2 separate regions of the Mus musculus genome follow, and region 1 is linked to region 2. Evidence: chromatin contacts called from public HiChIP or PLAC-seq data. All regions are on one chromosome and are shown on one strand. Each heading gives the region's core, a stretch centred on a gene start, on an enhancer-like site or on the middle of the called end of the contact. The rest is flanking DNA. Distances are from core to core; before and after follow the strand shown.

What was found. HiChIP or PLAC-seq counts read pairs in DNA pulled down with a chosen protein or histone mark.
Region 1: a contact with region 2 is called in a FOXA1 HiChIP or PLAC-seq map of pancreatic cancer cells. The contact joins two enhancer-like sites. A contact is called at or near these places in 1 of 39 promoter capture datasets (hippocampal neurons) and 1 of 115 datasets of contacts at active chromatin or transcription factors (pancreatic cancer cells).

Annotation. Positions count from the first base shown.
Region 1 is chr5:149,432,784-149,436,122 of GRCm38.p6, forward strand. No RefSeq gene overlaps it. Among named protein-coding and RNA genes, the nearest start is that of Tex26, 5.2 kb to the right of the region's middle. Within about 2 kb of position 1,693, at least 37 of the 459 cell types and tissues checked have an H3K27ac peak or open chromatin away from gene starts, as enhancers often do. A contact at or near this core is called in pancreatic cancer cells, where this site is marked.
Region 2 is chr5:148,463,068-148,466,499 of GRCm38.p6, forward strand. No RefSeq gene overlaps it. Among named protein-coding and RNA genes, the nearest start is that of Slc7a1, 65 kb to the left of the region's middle. Within about 2 kb of position 1,499, at least 23 of the 459 cell types and tissues checked have an H3K27ac peak or open chromatin away from gene starts, as enhancers often do. A contact at or near this core is called in pancreatic cancer cells, where this site is marked.

The DNA.
Region 1 (3,339 bases), core at 443-2,942, 970 kb after region 2:
TTAATGCAGGTGGGTCTTACTTAGTCACCTTTGGGTTTAACTATGAGAGACCTCTCTGCAGCAAGAGGAAGTCTGCAAGTGTTCACAGCCTTTGGGCTGCAGCTCTGCTACTTACCGAGTCTCCACTTAACTGCTTCGTCCTAGATAGCGCGCCTAAGAAGGTCCAAAAACCCTGTGCAATTTCTTAAAGCAAAACTGCAGAACTGAGTATCGGATAATCCCAGCATTCAGGAGGCGAGGGAGAAGGACCAAGAACTCATAGTTACATAGCATGTTCAAGGCTAGCCTGGGATATGTGAGGTCTTGTGTCAAAATAAGCAAATACCCAAGGAGAGAGAAAGAGAGATGGAAAAGAGAAAGGGAGGGAGGGAGGGAAGGAAGGAAGGAGAGAGGGAGGGAGGGAGGGAAGGAAGAAGGGAGAGAGGGAGGGAGGGAGGGAAGGAAGAAGGGAGAGAGGGAGGGAGGGAGGGGAGGAAGAAGGGAGAGAGGGAGGGAGGGAGGGAGGGGAGGAAGGAAGGAGGGAGAAAGAGAGAAAAAGAATGAATGAATGAATGAATGAATGAATGAATTTCTTGCTCATTTGTTTCTAGAATCTTAACACAGAATGAATCCACAAATTTGAGATAATGTCTTAGGAGTTCACCAATTAGCTAGAAAGAACACAATGTATTTTTCACACATTACTCGATGCAAACAACACACGCTACCTAGTAACAGTGTCTAACTTAAATCCAAGAAACAAAGCAGAGAAAATATTCAGTTTCTAGGATGGCTAATAGCCATCATCAGCACCAGAGGGTCTGGGATCACCTAGGAGAGACATCCTGGCTTGCTTGGGAAAATCTATGTAAAGTTAGTTCATTAAGATGGGAAGGTCTGCCCTTGGTCTGGAGGCCCTGGGCTACATGGAAGGAGAAGGTTAGGTGAGAGTAGCCATTTATCGACCTCTGACTTCAGATGCAAACATACCCAGCAGCTTCTAGTTTCATGAGTTCCTTACCACGATGGGCAGCGAGCCAAAGCAAACCCTTACTTCTTTCAATGGCTTTAGTCAGGTGTTTCATCGGAGAAATCAGCAAAGGAGCTAAGACAATACCTTTGTACCTAGAGTGGCAGAGCACCACTGTGGGCTGGCTTTAATTCGCTCTGGCCTCTTCTGGGGTGCTGGAGCAGCCAGCATCTTGGGGTGCTGGAGCAGCGAGCAGAGGTCTTTCCTCGGTTTTCACTACTTGTTCTTTAAATGATCCCATCGGTTCTTTCCTGTTCTCCCTCCCATTCAGGAAGTGAACTCACTATCTGTTCTATGTTACTCGAGCATAGATGCTCAGATTTCTCTCTCTCTCTCTCTCTCTCTCTCTCTCTCTCTCTCTCTCTCTCTCTCTCTCTCTCTCTGTGTGTGTGTGTGTGTGTGTGTGTGTGTGTATGTGTAAACTTGATGCAAACGACAGTCCTTAGGGAAGAGGGAACCACAACTGAGGAAGTGTCTCCAACAGGTTGGCTTGTGAGGTGTTTGTTTGATTAGTGATTGATGTGGGATGGCTCCGCCCACTGTGGGCGGTGCCTCCCAGCCGCGCTTCCTACCCCCCCCACCCCCCCCCGCTCCGCCCCCAGCAGATAGACCTGGGTTACTTTATATAATAAGCAGGCTGAGCAAGCCATGGGAACAAGGAAGTAAGGTATTCTTCTGTAAATTCCCCTAGAGTTCATGCCCTGACTTCCTCAGGTGATGGACTGGTACGCGGAAGTGTAAGTGGATCTCAGTCTGAGAGGCTGCTCTCCAACAATCCCTTCTCCCCTTCCTGGGTCCCTCTGCTCTCCTCAAGCTCCTTCCTCCATCCTTGCTCCCTACCCTGGAACTGACTATCATTAGCCCACTCAGGTAGAAACATAAAAGGCCACATTCACACCTTCAGTCATGCCGATTGTAAAGTTTATTCACAGGATCTGTGAGGTTTATTCTTTCTGCCACGTATCAAGAAGTCCTCCTTTCCTGTGATGGCCAGCTCTTGGCAACTGCACATTCTTTCATTCTGATGGTAATTAGTAACATTAACTCAGATTACACCCAACACTTCACACAACATACGTAGGTTACAGAGCAGTGGTTCTCAACCTTCCCACTGCTGCAACCCTTTAATACAATTCCTCAGGTTGTGGTGAGCCCCAGCCATAAAATTATTTCATTGCTATTTCATAAATGTAATTCTTCTACTGTTATGAATCGTAATGTAAATATTTGATATGCAGGATATCTGCTTCTGCGAAAGGGTTATTAGGCAGCTCAAAGTAGTCATGACCCACAGATTGAGAAATACTGTTAGGGAGAGAGAGAGAGAGAGAGAGAGAGAGAGAGAGAGAGAGAGAGAGAGAGAGAAAGAATAGGTTATACAATGGTACAAAAGAGGCCACAAACTTTAAAGAGATCTTATTGGAAGCAGAGGCAGAGTTCGTACAAATGTAGAGAAAGCCACCACAGATGCTTAGATACGAACGAACCCAGTTAGAGGTGTGTGGCAGTGAGCAGAGTAGAGCCACGGGGCCATGGGGTCTAGCTGTGCCTCAGGGTCACTGGATGAATGAGCTGATGACTGTGATTTCAGTGGCCAGTGAGGCAATGGGAAACTGTGATGGGCTGAAGCCATGATGACCATCCGGACTTTGCTGCTCCTGAGGCCCCTGATGCATGCACTGGGTCAGATGATAGGTTAGCAGGGTCCCTGTCACCCACTGTTAGGCATCCTTTAGCTGTGGCTCAGGTGAAAGTGTGTCCCCCTTTGCTGGCCTGGTCTGTTTGATGAGCTCTTCGGCCTGGTTTTACTGATGTGGTTTTAATAGGCCCAGGTGCTCTCACACCCCGGCTTGATTTTGGTAAGTTTGTAGCCTACCCAAGTCACTCATCAGCCTGGGCCTCCTAGAGGATGCTGCACAGATCCTGGGGTTCATAGCCTGAATGAGGCGCACACTCATTCTGCATCAGGATTTGCACCTTCAGTGAAGCTAAATGTTGCTTGCAAAATGGGCAAAGCAGGGCCTGGATGCTTCATACGGTGTGAAGTAATTTAGAGCCAGGCATACATAACCTGATGCCCACACTAACCTCTCTCCCTCTCCACCAGAGTTTACAACTTGACAGCTTGATTGCTGTCTGCTCCCTCTTACCACCCATTGTCTTAAGCACTTCACGTTGTGTGTGCAGAGAAAGAGATTGTTACAATGATATTCATTGGGGGGAAAAAAAAACAAACCAAACAAACCATTGATTCTTAATCCATTGGATTGAAATCTCCCTTGTTTAGGATCTATGCAAAACTACCAAGCCACATTACTGACCCAGATGTC
Region 2 (3,432 bases), core at 249-2,748:
CAAATCCTGACTGTCACACTGGAGTAGATTGTGCTTCAGGAATCCAAACCTCAGTTCTTTGACCTCCCATTTTGTGGTCTTGAGATTCCCAGTGTCCAATTCAGTCATAGATGAGAACTGTGACATATAAAAGCAACTAAACTAAAGCAGATCGATGAGCTGGTATGATCGGGGAATCAGTAAGCTTAAATTGGTGATTTATAACTTCTGCTCTGACCAGATAACTCCTCTGTGTGTCTTTGAATTAAAGTTTCAGTTCTGAGACTTGTACAAATTTGCAATCTGGGGCTGGAGAGATGGCTCAGCAGTTAAGAGCACTGACTGTTCTTCCAAAGGACCTGAGTTCAAATCCCAGCAACCACATGGTGGCTCACAACCATCCGTAATGAGATCTGATGCCCTCTTCTGGTACATCTGAAGACAGATACAGTGTACTTAGACATAATAATAAATAAACCTATTTTTAAAAAAAGCTTAAAAAAACAATTTCTCCATCTGCAAGAAATAATACCGAGGGATCAATGTCACAATGCCTGGGATATTGCTATCGATAACCCATATATTGCCATCCACAACCAGATATTATCATTCATTGTACAGTTAGTATCCCGGCATCCAGGATCCCTCCCACTGTCTTTTAGCATCCCACCTTTTCAGGAATCCCCAGAAACTCCTCGCTAGTGTTACCTTTCCTGCATCCACATTGTCTCAGTGCTATCTTTCAAGAACAGTTTTTTACTCAGCAGTTGGATTTCCACCCATGTTGTATGGATATCCATAGTTCGTTCCCCCTCTTTGCTGTATAGATACAGCACAGCTTATTTAACCAGCTTCCCATTCGGGCTATTTCTGGCTTGTTTTGCATTCAGGCTATTCCTATAGTGTGAATGCATGCAGACTGCTCAGTTTGGAAAGAATTCATCAGTGAGTTTGTACATCTCAGAGGGCTCACATCTACATCTACCGTGCAATGGCTTTCTTTGGGAGGCGAAGCTTACTCACCTCATCCTAGAGTTGGCAGAATAAGCTTGCATGGTTTCCTAGAAGTCACATGACAAGCCAGCAGCTGGGTCATACGCTGAGTAAATACGCTGTGCCTGTCTCCACATAGAAACTCAGTCACAAATAGTTCCAGATACTAAATTCTAGGGATGCAAAAAGGATGAAAGTTTGGTCCTGAATGGGCTTGCAGGAGAGTTGGGAATCATGGGCCCAGAGCATGAATACAACACATGCTCGGACCATAAAGATAAGCATTGTAATTGCACAGAGTGGGGCCTAAACCACAGGGGGACCGTGCCTGGGCATGGGGAGGTGTGACCTCAGTGGGGGGAGATGGTGTGAGCACCCTGCAGCACAGACGGATTCCTCTGAAATTTTCCACTGAGAAAAAAAAAATGCTCTCTGAAAAAGATTTCTCGTCCTGGGCTGATGTTGGGTAGATAGTTTTATTTCCGTGACTAGTCAAATCTACGGGATCAGCAGAGCCTAGTAGGGACAGACCCAGAGAAATGCTTCCTTCATGATTCAGATGGAATGAGGAAATCGTGTTCTTTGCTAATAATACCCCAAGACCCAAATGTCAGAGCTACAGTATAAAGGAACACAAATAAATCTTACACACGCGAACTCCCAGGCTGACACTGGAAAGTAAACACTGCTGTGTGGTGCATGTGCTGGCCAGATTGTCAGCGCCATGGGAGCCACCCAGCACACACCTCTATGACAACCGCTCCTTTGGCCTGGGAAGAGGTGGGTGGCAGTGATTGGCACATGCTGAGGGTATACAACATGTTTCTCATATAAACCAGTGTTGTCTTCCCTAGTTCTCTAAGGAGAGAGTACAGACCACTGGAGAGTGAAGAACCTGCCCAGGACTGCTACAACATGCAAGGCTTTCGGATCGCCCTTATAGGGGTGACAGGGAACGAAGCCACACTGAGATCGGGTGGGTGCTGGGCACTAACAGAGCTGTACCAATGGCCAGGAAACCCAGTATGTTCCTTATATATCCTGAGGAGCAGGTTAGCTAATCTCTGTAGGAGGTCTCTGTAGGGAGCAGCCTCAGGCTGCAGTCATTCTGGAGAAAGAAGCTGCGGTTGATGTGTATGGTGCATGCTGTCCACATCTGTACTGGACCAGGAGAAGACCTAGTCACCCCCAGGGGTCTGAGGCACTGGAGTCCTTGACATGGCTGGGCTCCAGTCAATATTCTCTCACTCAGGACCTCATCCGTCCACCACACAAAACCACTTAGGCACTGGGCCCAGAACTGTGTATCTTGGAGGGAACCATGAAATGTTGTTTACCTAAAAAGGAAGTGGATAGCCAGGCGTGGTGGCGCACGCCTTTAATCGCAGCACTCGGGAGGCAGAGGCAGGCGGATTTCTGAGTTCGAGGCCAGCCTGGTCTACAAAGTGAGTTCCAGGACAGCCAGGGCTATAAAGAGAAACCCTGTCTCGAAAAAAAAAAAAAAAAAAAAAAAAAAAAGGAAGTGGAGAGAGTCAGAGGTCAATGACACTTGGCTGGTCCAGTGTGTTGGTGATGTTGGAGCCACAGAGAGCAGGGGCTTATTCACTAAGGCCTTGGTGATAGAGTCTCCATGGAAAGGGTTTGGTAGGGGTATCAGCAAAGCCAGGATCGTGGAGAAAGGTGCAATTGTACCATTTTCTGTCCCCAGAGGTCTTCAGTGGGACATAGACATGCAGACAGAGGCACAAGCCAAGCAGGCTCCGGAGCCACCAAGATGGATACAAAGGCAGAAACTGGCAAGGGTTCCAAGCTGTGCTGGAACAGATTTTGGAAGTTTCAGGATGATCTGCCAGGAGGATCTGGGAAGACATTAAGCCTAGAGAATAGAGACTCCAACATTATCCAACAAGCTGATCTTGGAGCCACTAAACTGTGTGTTCCTGCAGGCATGTGTGTATAATATCAGTACCACCAGCATCTCTCTGTTCACTAAAGCCGTGCTATCCCGGGTAACAGATTTAGAATTTATTCCGGGAGTACTTGTGACATCTCAGAGTGAGGAGACAGAACTAGCTGGGCACAGCAAGCGCAGAATGATGGATGCCAATCAAGAAGCAGTCTGAAGAATCACAGACCAAGGATGTGTGAATTCTAGTCAATGAGAAGGAAGGTAGGAGGAGCTAAGAGCTAGGGCAATGACTCTTGTTGGGGGAACATTGTGTGAAGGTGTGTCTCTGTCATCTGCCCAAGGAATTCTCTGATTGGCTTCAACAAAGAGTTGACGGCCAATAGCTGGGCAGGATAGGGAAGACGGGACTTCTGGTCTAAGAGAGGCTCTCTGGGAGAAGAAGCTGAGGCAGGAGGATTTACCAGTGTCACACGGAGGAGATGGGACATGCCTCCTGTGAGAGAGGTAACGTAGCAGACATGGACTAAAATAAACATGGTTTGTTAGAGCTA